Linked DNA regions of Mus musculus: region 1 is linked to region 2. Evidence: chromatin contacts called from public Hi-C data. All regions are on one chromosome and are shown on one strand. Each heading gives the region's core, a stretch centred on a gene start, on an enhancer-like site or on the middle of the called end of the contact. The rest is flanking DNA. Distances are from core to core; before and after follow the strand shown. Region 1 has its middle 150 kb from the start of Lyplal1. Region 2 has its middle 160 kb from the start of Gm35023.

Evidence for each region. A called contact is a pair of places that touch in the nucleus more often than the background predicts.
Region 1: a contact with region 2 is called in a Hi-C map of uterus, with 2.2 times the contacts expected there. The contact joins two enhancer-like sites. A contact is called at or near these places in 2 of 484 Hi-C or Micro-C datasets (the AML12 cell line and uterus).

What each region holds. Positions count from the first base shown.
Region 1 is chr1:185,967,121-185,974,102 of GRCm38.p6, reverse strand. No RefSeq gene overlaps it. Among named protein-coding and RNA genes, the nearest start is that of Lyplal1, 150 kb to the left of the region's middle. Within about 2 kb of position 4,747, at least 29 of the 459 cell types and tissues checked have an H3K27ac peak or open chromatin away from gene starts, as enhancers often do. A contact at or near this core is called in uterus, where this site is marked.
Region 2 is chr1:185,770,318-185,777,351 of GRCm38.p6, reverse strand. No RefSeq gene overlaps it. Among named protein-coding and RNA genes, the nearest start is that of Gm35023, 160 kb to the right of the region's middle. Within about 2 kb of position 4,026, at least 16 of the 459 cell types and tissues checked have an H3K27ac peak or open chromatin away from gene starts, as enhancers often do. A contact at or near this core is called in uterus, where this site is marked.

The DNA of each region.
Region 1 (6,982 bases), core at 3,498-5,997, 200 kb before region 2:
TTTGCATCTAGATATCAATATTGAGCCACTTTCAATTCTAATGGACCCACCTGTAGCTAGAGGACAACTCTTCATGGATTGCCCATGCATGTGATTTTCTGAAAGCAGAGGAACTGAGTGTTCTAGACCCTCTGTGTGCATAGAACAGCCCTGGAAGATGGAGTGGTCTCCCTCTGTCTGTCTCCCTCTGTCTCCCTCTGTCTCCCTCTGTCTCCCTCTGTCTCCCTCTGTCTCCCCGTATCTCTCTGTCTCTCTGACTCTATCTCCCTCTGTCTTTCTCTGATTCTTTTGATTTGTCTTTGTCTCTCTGTCTTTCTCTCTGTCTGTATTTCTTTCTGTGTTTCTTTGTCTCTCTCTCTCTCTCTCTGGCTCCCCTTTCTTTCTCTGTCTCTTTCTGTCTCTCCTTCATTCTGTTTCTGTCTCTCTGTGTCTGTCTGCTTATCTCTATAAATCTATGTCTGTCCCTCTGTTCCTCTGTCCCATCTATTTCTCTTTCTCTTTGTCTTTCTCTCTGTGTCTCTCTTTCTCTCAGTCTCTTTGTGTGTGCACACACATGAACACACATGCATGAACAGACAGATGCACATAAAAGCCAAAGGTCAGCATTGGGTGTCTTAACCACATGCCCTCTTATGGGACAGGGTCTCTCACAAAACTTAAAGCTCATGCATTCTGCTAGGCTAGCTAGACAATGAGCTTCACAAATCTATTTGTCTCTGTCTCCTCAGAGCTGGAATTACAGAGGTGTACCACCACTGTGCCTGTCTTTTTACGCCAGCACAGAGGACTTCAATTTAGGTCCTATCATGGATTACACATTAAACACTTTAGTAATGTCATATCATTTCACCTCTAGAGTTTTTCTCATATAAAACAACCCAATGTATATACAGGAACTGTGGACAAAGCCATTGCTTTCTTCATTAGACAACAACTGTACTTCTGAGGTACACTCTGAGGAGCTCTAATTGGCTGTCTTCACTTCATACTGTTAGGTCTCAATGAATCAGCATAAAAGACTTTTAAGAGTCTGGCTTCTACTACTGTTGTAAGCAAGAAAATTGGTTTATCTTCTATCCAGAAGCTTCCCGCTTTTTGTTGGATGCCTTGAAAGTGATGGGATAACTTATTAGCTTGAAAAATCTCATCCATCTCACTTCCCCCCAAACCGTGCATTTTTGAACTAGCTTTTAAAGACCTGATTTAATTTATATGAACAGAGACACCATAAAGACAATTCTGCTGGTTAAATATGAGAAATCCAATGAAGTTCTAAATGAATATATTATTGTTAAGTATGAACATGTAGTCAGGCAACTGAGCTGGCCCATTATTTTCCAATCCCTATGTAGTTTAAATTGGAGTTTCTATGATTAAAACAAAAAGAAAAATGATTAGCTTGGGCCTTTCAACTTATGGTTCGGAAAACCAAGTCTGTTAATTCAGTTTAGAGTAAAAGTGGGAAATCTACATCAATCCTACTGAATCAAGTTAATAGACTTATTTAATTTTCAATGGCATGCTTTATGGAAGGACCATAGGCATGACAAGGCAGTCAATGGACCGGCTCTGTACCTGGTACCTGAAGATGCACACTATCCTCCTAGTCTGTGGCTCATCAGTTGTGTTTGGGCATCAATAAGATGAAGGTGATACTATGTTCATAGCAGCCTTATTTATAATAGCCAGAAGCTAGAAAGAACCCAGATGCCCCTCAACAGAGGAATGGATACAGAAAATGTGGTACATTTACACAATGGAGTACTACTCAGCTATTAAAAATAATGAATTTATGAAATTCCTAGGCAAATGGTTGGACCTGGAGGCCATCATCCTGAGTGAGGTAACACAATCACAAAAGAACTCAAATGATATGTACTCACTGATCAGTGGATATTAGCCCAGAAACTTAGTATACCCGAGATATAAGATACAATTTGCAAAATACATGTAACTGAAGAAGAATGAAGACCAAAGTGTGGACACTTTGTCCCTTCTTATATTTGGGAACAAAGCACCCATGGAAGGAGTTACAGAGACAAAGTTTAGAGCTGAAACAAAAGGATGGACCATCTAGAGACTGCCATATCCGGGATCCATCTCATAATCAGCCTCTAAATAATGACACTATTGCATACACTAGCAAGAGTTTGCTGAAAGGACCCTGATAGAGTTGTCTCTTGTGAGACTAGGCCAGGGCCTAGCAAACACATAAGTGGATGCTCACAGTCAGCTAATAGGTGGATCACAGGGCCCCCAATGGAGGAGCTAGAGAAAGTATCCAAGGAGCTAAAGAGATCTGCAACCCTGTAAGTGCAATAACATTATGAACTAACCAGTACCCCAGAGCTCTTGACTCTAGCTGCATATGTATCAAAAGATGGCCTAGTCGGCCATCACTGGAAAGAGAGGCCCATTGGACATGCAAACTTTATATGCCCCAGTACAGGGGAACACCAGGGCCAAAAAGTGGGAATGGTTGGGTAGGGGATTGGAGGGGAGGGTATGGGGGACTTTTGGGATAGCATTGGAAATGTAATTGAGGAAAATACCTAATAAAAAATATTAAAAAAAGAGAACAAAGGAAGGACAAATTATGCTCTTATATATAAACACCAATCAATCCTACTGTCTAAGAAGTTACAGGTACTGTGGGGTAATTATGGATCATATAAATGTGGGCATACAGTCAGGTTGCCTTTCCATCTACTAAGCAGCATTGCTATTAAAGTGTTGCTGATATTGTTTTTCTTTAAAAAAAAAAAGATGAAGGTGATAGTGTGCACTCACTCTTATTTTCCCCCAGCAACCTAGGAACTAACTGCAAACAGTTCTGTAGAAACTAAGTTTTCTCGGGAGTAAAATGAATGCAAACAATAAACTCAAAGATGTAACTGAACTCAACAAAGTTGAGCCCAAGGTCCTGGGGTAGGACATCACTGGGCCAGGTCATGTAGGGTAGGATGTCACTGGGCCAGGTCATGTAGGGTAAGATGTCACTGGGCCAGGTCATGTAGGGTAGGATGTCACTGGACTAGGTCATGTAGGGTAGGATGTCACTAGGCCAGGTCATGTAGGGTAAGATGTCACTGGACTAGGTCATGTAGGGTAGGATGTCACTGGGCCAGGTCATGTAGGGTAGGATGTCACTAGGCCAGGTCATGTAGGGTAGGATGTCACTGGGCCAGGTCATGTAGGGTAGGATGTCACTGGGCCAGGTCATGTAGGGTAGGATGTCACTGGGCCAGGTCATGTAGGGTAGGATGTCACTGGGCCAGGTCATGTAGGGTAGGATGTCACTGGGCCAGGTCATGTAGGGTAGGATGTCACTGGGCCAGGTCATGTAGGGTAGGATGTCACTGGGTTAGGTCATGTAGAAAGGAGAATCTCAGAGAGAATCTGTGAGCTCTAAACTAAACGAAAAGTCCAGGTAAGAATGGCCGTGGTACGTCCACTGCCTAGTCACTTACTGTAATCAGAACATTCGACAAATGCTCCCATGGACCTTCATTTCCATGCAGATGATCCTCCCACTGCTTTATAAACCTTTCCTCCTTTCCTTCACACTCCTTTTCAGTGCCACGATCTCTCTTGCTCTTAAAGTGGATGAAATTTCAAGTGTCCTTCCTTTGCTTTCAGGCAGGAAGCAGTTTTTTCTTTTCCTGCTTCTCCTTCTAATTTTGGGACAAGGTGCCCCATGAAGGCCTTTATTTATACACATTTAGACCATCTCTCTCTAAACAACAAAATAAATTTCACTCTGGCACTTGCTCTCAATAGCATCTTTGACCTACCGTTCTCCCTGCATCTGCAGAGGAGGGGACCCTTATATTCCCCCACCTCTGGGTCTCCCTTTGGGGACCTTGAAGGAGTTCAGATTTCATTTCTCACCAGAGTGAACATAGTTACCCACCCCTAGCTTTCTGCCTGTTTTTGTTTTCAGTCTATTCACAAGGGAAACAAACAAAAAGAAAACATCTGGCTGCCAATAGATGTTGTGATCCACTAAATATCTCCACAACATATTTTTTTTCTAAGTAAGAGGTGTGGCTAGGATGAGTCATAGAATCCATCACCATGCCCTCTCCTCACTTGTCTGTTGTCCACATCAAGAAACTCATGGATTCAACCTTGCCAGAAAAGACTTGTCCACTAAATAAGACCAATCAATCAATTACATACAAGAAGCATGCTTTCTTTTCTTTTTTCCTCCTTTCCTTTTTTTTTGTTTTGCTTTGTTATTCAACATTAAAGTCTCATGTTTCTCCTTGATGCAAAGAGGAACAATAATTGCCAGACCTTAAGCATCCTTCCCAGGAACATCTAAAAGAAAGGCATAAAAATATTCCATTTGGCAGAGAAACACTCTTATTCCCATGGAAAAGAAAAAATAAAATAAGAAACCGAGATTAGTGCTCATCCGAGGGCCATGTGGGTCCCAAAGGGACTTTACAGCAAGGATGTGTTTCCTGTGATCTCAGGGTGACCACTGTTCAACTGGCTCAGTCAGCAAACAGGGGCAAGTCAGATTTCACAGGGTGATCTGTCCAGAAAGAAAACTTGGCTGAACATGTTGAAAACATGGTCCAGCTGGTGCCTCGCTGTATGTGGGGAGCAAATCCCACCTCCAGGGTACTAAACACACACCCTCTGGGCTCTAGGCCAGTGATGACTACCAGCAGCCCAGGCAGGCAGGCAGAGCAGGCAAGCAGGGAAGGTTGAGAGGGAGTGACCATTGTGAATGAGGTGATAACATTGGCCAGAGTGGGAGGGAAGCAGTGTGCCAAGGCTTGCTTGGGGTCAGTGCATGCGGGTCTGTAAATCTCCTTCATGGATCATTAGTGCTGAAAGGAGTCTCTGGGGGTCATCCAGAGGATTCCTCTGCTTCCCTGGGTCACTTCAACAAATGGCTTTCCTTCCAGGTCTGATAGATTTTTCAAGAAAGAACACGCCTGAATTTTCTCTTCTCTTTCATGTCTCCATTTTTCCCTTACACTCATTCTGCCCTTCCTTCCTATGTATCTTCTTTCCTACTTTTCTTGGTTTCTTCCTACCTTCTAAATTTTCCATTTCCTTCTTAAGTGGTGGTATACTTTACCAATCGAGTCAATAAGGCAAAAAGTTCAAAAAGTGAGTAAAAGCACCAGGTTTGATCTTTGTACAGGGCATGTCAGTGTGTGGGAGTGGAAACCAACTCTCTTGCAAAATATGCAAAAGAGACAGAGAGAACGTATGAATATGTATGAGGCCATCCTGGCAAAGCAAAACATTTTTTATTCAACAACATCTACTTGAGGATCTTCTGTCTACAAAGTGTCTGTATGTACTGGGAAGATCAGTGTGTATTTGTACATGTGTATATGTGCTGGACATACTTACGTGTGTATACCAATGTATGTGCATATATGTGTGCACACATAGATATAAACATGTTTCTGTATCATGGGTTGCATGGATGGACACACATGCATAAGTGTGTGGTGTGTGGCAGTCAAGATAGTCATATGACAACAGAAACAGTAAAGCACTCTGGTAGCAGCAAAGCCCTCCATCAACAGGGCACAGATAAGTTATTTCGAACAACATCATTTAAAGTCACATATAGCCCATCCACTGGTGTTTTCTTTTAAGCCTCTATGTATGATCTTACACATTTTGTCAGTTTCATTAAAATGCCTTATGAACATTTGTTGTCTTTTAATCTAAATAACAGCAGGGATAAATGATGATACCACCTTGGGAATGCCTTTCCCTGCACTCTGCTCGGATAACTAGAATCTATTTATAGAAGACTAAAGACATCCAACCCATTTCCCAGGTACATTTTGATACCCCCTACCACTGCAGGAGTTTGAGTGAAGGTCACTGCTTGTCGAAACTTGTTTTCCGTGGCAGAAGGTTTACATGGAAACGGCATGCCATTAAACTAGCTCATGTGATTACATGTGGCTTCTAAACAATGCTGGATAGGAACTGGGTGAAGGTGTCTCGTTCTCAAATGCTTTCTCTTGCTGGCAGCAGCTGCTGACATTCTCAGTTCACACTGCTGAAGCCCTGGGCTGAACTCCACATGCATGCCCTGCCACAGTGTACATGTTTTCAATCAGTTCTACAAGGCTGCGCTTCTCTCCATGTCAAAACCCACACACAGTCTCATGAGGAATGAAGATGCCTAAGCCATAACGCTGAGTTGTAGGACCTAATACCCATGTAATGACGGGATTGGTTGCAGGGCACATTTGGAAATAATCTTCAGCCTTTGGGATTAAGACCAAGGGCAGGAAATAATAAAACTGTGTGAAACTATACCACCTCCTCCTTCTGCTCCCAGCAGTCTGCACTATGGGTTAAGAGTATCTGTGTTCTACAGGAGTCAAGGAAATGTTAAGCAATTCCCAATGACAGTGGAACATACAGTTAACCATGGGTGAGCATCCCACAGAAAGCAATGGAGATGACAGTGGACAAGGGAGGGTAGGCCCCAACTGATATGCAGATGTTGGAGGTCTGTAAACATCTCATCAGACAAATGGACAAGGGAAATGCTTTCCGAAGTAGCATGCACTCAACCCAGGGAACTCAATGACACATGGGTTTTATGGAGCCAAGGAACTCAGAAACGTTTGTCAAAGGGTTGGACACTGTGGTGGATATGGATAACATCTGTGACTCGGCTTAGTGGGCTGAACGCAGTGGAGCTGGCCCATCTGCTGGCATTTTTCACAGATACTGACTCTGCCAGAGTGTCCTCCAGTAGGGGAAGTGCCCAGTGGGTCAGGGGCCACCTATCCAGCTAGCTCTACAGTGCTAAAGAGGAAAAGAAGGAGGGAGGGAAAGAAGGAGAGTGAGAGGGGGATCAGGACCTCCATAATCTTTCCCATGCCTGCCTTAAGCCTGAAGGTCTCCTTGCTTTACCCATCCATGCAGAGATTTGTATTTCTGTTGTCATCCTTCTGGGCCACCACCCATTTGTCTCTCCAAC
Region 2 (7,034 bases), core at 2,777-5,276:
TGACACCACAGAGCCCCCAACTCCATAATTCTGTGACTATCAGTCACACAGACAAAGCCCCAAGCTCCTGGCATTCTGGCTAAACTCCACCCTCAGAGTAACTTGACAATAGCCAGGTATGCTCCACCCCACAGCTACCCTGAGACTACAAGACAGTCCAGCCTACTATAAAGGGGGTTGCTTGGCCCCTCCTCTCTCCCTTAAGCTCTCACCTTTCTTACTCTCATCTCTAGCTCCCCTTTTCTCCTCTCTTTCCCCCTTCTCTCCATGTGGCCATGGCCGGCCCCTCCATTTCTTTTACCTTTTCTCTTTCTCTCTGCCTTTCTACAATAAAGCTCTAAAACCACAGACTGTCTCTGCTCATCAAGACCTGTTGTGCTTGAATGATGGGATAGGCTTTCCCCTAAAGAGCCATGTTTAACCTCCTGCCAGAAGCCCTCCCTGCGCTCCAGTCACGGACTAGACCAAAGACTCTCCGCCATGTGGGAACCACCCAGAATCCCCTCTCTCCCTGCCCTCTCCTCTCTTCAGCCCCCACTTTGTTCTCAGCTCTCCCGAGGTGTCCAGCGATATCTGAGATGCCCGAGACGGAGAGCCTGTTATCTCTGGCCTTCGTGAGGCCCAGAGACCTTGGACTGACCCTTGTCCAACCTCCGTGGGCTGGGGTCCATGGCTTCCCAAAGCTAGACACCCATCTGGGGCCACATGGAGAGCATGCGGCAGTTCTCTGCGTCTGCCTGCCCAGAGCAGCAGAACTCTGGTGGGACGCGGGTTTTCTCCCACTCTCTTTATTTCCCCACGCCCACTGCCCACAGGGTTGGATCCATGTAGCTCAGGCTAGCCTCAAAGTTGCTAAGCGGTAAGGCTGGTCTTGAGCCCCATGATCCTGTTGCCTCTACCTAAGTGCTTGGATTGTAAGGATATAGCTCCATGCTTGGTACACCACTCTTTCAAAATGTGTCTGCCATTGGATCTACTTGAGAACATGGCTTCATCATGTTTCCTCTTTCTTTAGCCACCAGTCATGCAAATCCACTGTCCTGGGTGGAATCACCTTAAGGAACGACATGGCTGTGCCACCCAGTCTGTCACCCTGGGAACTGTGCAACTTCGAGCAGCCAGAATTTTACTCTTACACAACTGTGAGGGAACATAAACTGTGGCCTCTTGCAAAACCTGCCTGTGACTTTTCTCACTTGATGGTAATCTCACTTTCTCTAAACACAGCACAAAGCCACAAAGTGCAAGCCAGCCAGCATGAGACTGATCCCAAATTGTTACCTGCTTTTACTTTGAACTGTTTGGTGTTGCATTCACAAATTTATCACTGAAGGTTTACCTAAAAGATGAGTTTCTTGAGGCTGGCAAGATGGTTTAACTGTTAAAGAGTACTTCCTACTCTTCCAGAGGATCCTCGTTCAGCTCTAAGTCAGGAGGTTCTATAACTCCAGCTCCAGAGGATCCAATAACCTCTTCTGGGCTCAGAGTCTACCTGCATTCATGTGCACATGCCCACACATATGCACATACTTAAAAACAAATACAATCTTCATTAAAAGATTTCGTCTTTCAATACAGGGTAGTATGAGATTGGTTGGGAGTAGAAAAGTTGGCTGAAAGGAGGAGTGAGACTGGTTACCTGAGTCTCCATCTACAAGATGTGTCAATGGTTTCCTTCTTCCCTACCTGGCCTCAATGGCAACTTAAAAAAAAAAAATCCTATCTATCCTTATAAAGCTCTCTACCATGAGAACTTGATATGGGTTCTAGGATTTTCTTGTTTGGTTGATTGGTTGGTTGCTTGTTTTGTTTTGTTTAGAATTCAGTAACTTTTTTTTCTAGATCTCTCTCTCTCTTGCTGTCTCTCTGTCTCTCTCTGTCTCTCTCTGTCTCTTTGTCTCTCTCTCTCTCTCTCTCTCTCTCTCTCTCTCTCTCTCTCTCTGTGTGTGTGTGTGTGTGTGTGTGTGTGTGTGTGTATACAAGACATAGGTGTGTGGGTAGGTACAGACTAAAGGTCAATGCTGGGTGTCTTCCATTATCATTCTTTGCATAAACTGCTGACATGCCTATTCCATGGTACTGTTAGAGGGAAGGTTTTTATTGTAGCTCTAAGAGGACAGCCTGGGGCATCTGGAAGAGTCTGGAGCAGAGAAGAAACAGAATGAGCGTGGCCAGCAGTTTTGACCTGGCCAGGGCTATCTGCAAGGGAGGGAAAGGCGGTATGGGGAAGAGAGGGAACAAGGCAAGAACAGTAGGCTTAAAGAAGGAGGAGCTTGCCTGAGGAAGGGAGCTGGAGGGAGTGGAGGGTGGAGGAGGAGATGAGAAGGGCTAAGAAGCTAGCATGCACTTGGAAACGTGTAGCAGGGACTTGGGGTCCTGAGGAGTCCTGGAGGCCAGCATGAGCTTTGATGTGCTAATAGGTACCACAAGTGACCATTTGCCCCTTCTGCCAGCGGTAAGAGAAATGACTCCTTTTGGTAGAGGAACTGGCTTCATGAGTTCCTGAGGAATGCTGCCTTTTATCTAGCTGCCAGAAATCCTCCGCTGTCCAGGTTGAGCTCATTTCTGGATCTTTTAGAGTTTGGGGAATTGGGGTTTCCTTTGGAACTGACTCTCTCTCTACCTTATATTTTGAGACAGAGTCTCTCACAAAGCCTGGAATACAACTAGATGGCCAGTGAGCTCCAGGGAGTCTTCTAGCTCCCCACCCCCACCGGCCAGCATGGGGAGTGCAGATGTGCACCACTGAGCCCCTCCTTCCTGTTGGTGCTGTGATCTAAACTCGGGTCCTCATGAAAGCACTTCACCAGGGGAGCCATCTCCCAGGTCTCCAGATGTTCCTCTGCAGGGAAGTGGTTTTTCACAAGTTAGCCTTCAGATGGTTTGGTCTTTCCTCACTAAACCCTTTCTCCAACGCTGGACAAAGGGAAACCATGCTAGAGAGTTCTGCTTATATAACTAATTTCATTTGACAACTACAACACATGCCAAATATTTAATATTTCACAACCCAGGATTTTTATGAAGTCCCTTTATGTTTCAACACAGTACGGCATTCAAAGACCATCTGATCCTTTATCCAGCCCCTTACATCCCAAGGGTGCAGTTAAAATTCTAGGGGGAAGAAGCAAACTGCTTCACAGAATAGCATCATATCCAGATCCTCCCGTTTATTCCTCCCCTCCCTCCTGTTTTCTCTGGGGTGGCCAAGTCAATACCCTAGGCAATTCATTTTTACCACCACTCCCAGGGGCTGGGAGAAAATCCCTCCTTTGATCTGAGAATGATTGTATTGAATCTTCTCAGTGCCAGCAGCGTTGTAACAAATGGCCATTATCTGAGATGAGAAAATGAAGGAGAAAATGCTCTGTGATCTATAAAATCCTAACTGCTGGTGATTGTTTTATTATCGTTAGTAATTTATTTGTTAGTATTGTTATTGCTGCTAATAAAGTGATCCCTCTGCTTCCGGGCTCTATGGTCTTCATGCTGGCTCATACAATGCCTCGGGAAGATTTTTAGATGCTTCAGGATAAACAGGGGAGGAGACCTTGTCTCCAGCGGCTCCGAGCCTCTGGAATGAGTTGCCAGATTACCAAGAGCCCACCGTGCCAAGCTGCTTCTAAGAGCAGCTTCCTTCTGCTGGAAGCGTGGGTACTGTGTTCACACATTCTCCCAGTGAAAGGAACTACCTGTGGGGATGAAGTCTCCAGCATTCCACCGTCAAGACCCATCTCTAGACCTAGAACAACATAAGGACTTGGCCACCTTGCCCCTTGATCCTCCATCTTCCTCTCTAAGCCCTTTCCCCCTTAAGTTCCCCAGTCAACTCTTTGTAATTCAGAATCACACAAAACACCCCCCACCACCACCACCAAGAAAAGGTTATGAGTCAAGTGAAACTCTGAGTAAGCAAATGTATCTGGCACTCAGAGCCATGGAAAGTCGCTTCTACCGCCAGAGGTGGTTAGCCGACTCTGCCCATAACTGTCCACAAGACAGCTCCACAGAGCAACCCTGATGGGTTCAGACGGGTGGAAAGGGAAGTACTTGAGAGGTTTTTCAATAAATAAGCCTGTGTAAGTCCTGGTGTGTAGGGATGCCAACTGCTTTCTCAATCGGAACCTTAAAAAGCAAAAAATAGAACTTTAAAAGAATAATTTATAATGATCAAAGATAAAATAAAATATTCTAGAAGAAATGTAATTTCAGGGTGAGCAGCTGGTTTTATGAGGGAGATAATGCCTGCCTTCTTTTTTCCAGGACTATAAATGCATTTTTATTTTATCTTTGCCCCAGCCCTAGTGTTGCTACAAAAACCAAATGTTATTCAGAAAATTATTCCATCTTCCTTCTAGGGGTTACTTGGCAGTATCCTTTTACAGACCCACCTTGTGCTATGTAGAAGCATGACTTGAGGATGCCCTGAACAACTGCTACGTATCAATAGCTCCAATCTTTTACTTTTCCAAACAAATGAAGACTCAGCCCTCTCTATCTGGGGACAATCTGAGTTGGGTCCATGTCTGCCATTGTGTGGCTCATGTTTCCTACCAACTATTAGCAGAAAGGGCAGATAGGGTCCTGGCTCTTTCAGTTGTAGGGAAAGGCTAATTTTTAAAATGTCAACTAGAATATAGAGCCTGATCTGGAAGCAGTCATTGTAAAGTCACAGGCTGTTCTGAAATGTGTCCAATAGAAACAATAAACCTGGCATGTGGCATTCTGCTCACGATAACTCCTTGGAGTATTTCTGCAAGTTACTATTCCAGAGCAGGGAGATGGAAGCCACACACAGAGGTCATCTTCCCCTGGTTACTCCCTTTGTCATGAAAGCTAACTCATGAAGATAGATATAGATATAGATGATATAGATGATATAGATGTAGATAGAGATGTAGATAGAGATAGAGATAGATATAGATATAGATATATGGTGAGCAAGAGACATGTGGTGTGTGTGTGTGTGTGTGTGTGTGTGTGTGTGTGTGTGTGTGTATGTGTGTGTAGGACAGAAGTCAACGTTTGGTACCTTCCTTGAATGCTCCCACCTTCTTTCATTGAACTGGCTACTCTGTGACAGGATCGACTGCCTGGCCAGGCTAGTAAGCTCCTGGATTCTACGTGTCTTCATCCTTACTACACCAAGGTTAAGATCTGCACTTGATCATCTCTAGCTCTCTGATGTAGGTGCTGGATATCTGAACTTGGGTCCTCCTGCACAGACAAGGAGTGTGTTAGACTAAGCCATCTCCTCAGTCCCTCATAAGGATATTTTTATATTGGGCTGTATTTTTAAAATTCCATTCAGAAATAGGTTTCCCAAGTCCTATGATAAACACTCACCTACTAAATTTAAAAGATCTACCCTTTGATAAGAAGAATCCACAGAGACCACAACGATGTTCACATAGATGACATAACTAACAACTAGGAATGGAGAAATAAAGAAGTAATAGTTTATCCTTAAATGGATGCCCAGTCACTCAGAAAATCTGCAAGTTAAAAAGGTCCTCTTGAAGAGAGAGTGAATGATGACTTCAGAAAAATCAAAATACATCAAGAGAGACATCTAAGAGAGGAATAATGGGTGGATGTTTTTTGAGTGATTTTTAGGTGCCAGACACTGATTTAATTGCTTTGTTTGTATGAATGTATTAGTCACAAGGTCAGAGCTAAGGAAATGCAACCTAGTCATTGGTACCTGAAGTGGGGGAGGTCAGGAAGGATTGTTAGAACTCACTGAAATATAACACATTGAGTGCATGTTGTGAGTTGGAAGACAACTTGCTATGTTACACACACATGCACACACACACACACACACACACACACACACACACACACACTTCAGGTGCCAAAGTCTTTAGGGACAAGCAGCATCCAGGGATACAAGCAGCAGCCATGTTAAGGGGCCAACCATTACTTCCCTGCACTAGCTCTGTTTCCCTAACTCCTCCTCAGTATCAAGGAGAATTCTAGAAGAAATATCAAAATATCCTAGGGATTGACCTCTGAGGCAAACAGGTCTGGCCTTCAATATTAGGTGTGCTACCATTTATTAGCTTTGGGGTTTGAGGTAAATTAGTTAACCTTTTCTAACTTGTTGCCCTTCTTAGAGTGGCTATTCAAACCCATTGTCTTGGGCCAGTAGAAGCTAAACTAATTGTCTCCCAGTAACTGGTTAAATGTTGCTCCGAGAAGACCTTAGTCTGGAAGACAACTTTATAGTCCCTTTATGACACTGTAAAATGGGGGGTGGGGGGACAAAAGGTCATACTATAGGGCATTTAGGAGGTTGAATATAATATATTGTAACTGCTACTACACTGCCCTGTACATAGAAATGTTCTGCACAAACTCATGACCATTTTCTTCACTTGTCTTAACACCACACCTACTTATTGCAACAAGTGTTAAAGATTCACTCTGAGAAAAGACAATTAAAATATCTCATCAATAATTTCATGTCGATGGCATAACCGCATGACCAACATGATAGCACTTGGGTATAATCAATGAAATAAAATACTGTGTGAATTGGTGCACAGCATATTTTGGAATACTTACTAGTGACTTCTGCATAACAATGATCCCACTTCCCATTTCATATACGAATTTTTGTCAGACAAATTTAAGAATAGTGCTATTTAACAACTGAAACAACAAAGGCTCCATGAAATATTATAATTTGTCAGACATGACAAATTTTCTAGTAATAGTTTTTGTCCACATATTGGCTGGAACTTAATGATCTTTGTGCTTTATCATGTTTATCTCTTCAGTATCTATTGAATCACTATTCTGCATATGTATTAAGGGCATTGTAATTTATACAGGCCAAGTCCTTCATTACACTTTATGTGATACATACTGTGTACCTCTTTGTTTTAGATACAAATATCTCTGAATGTAGAACTCTGCCTAACAATAACAGTATGGAAAAGTAGACAGAATAAATCAAAAATATCTCTGCCTATGTACAGAAATAGACCTGCTATGTGTCATCAGAAGGACGGCCAAGTGTAATCGTG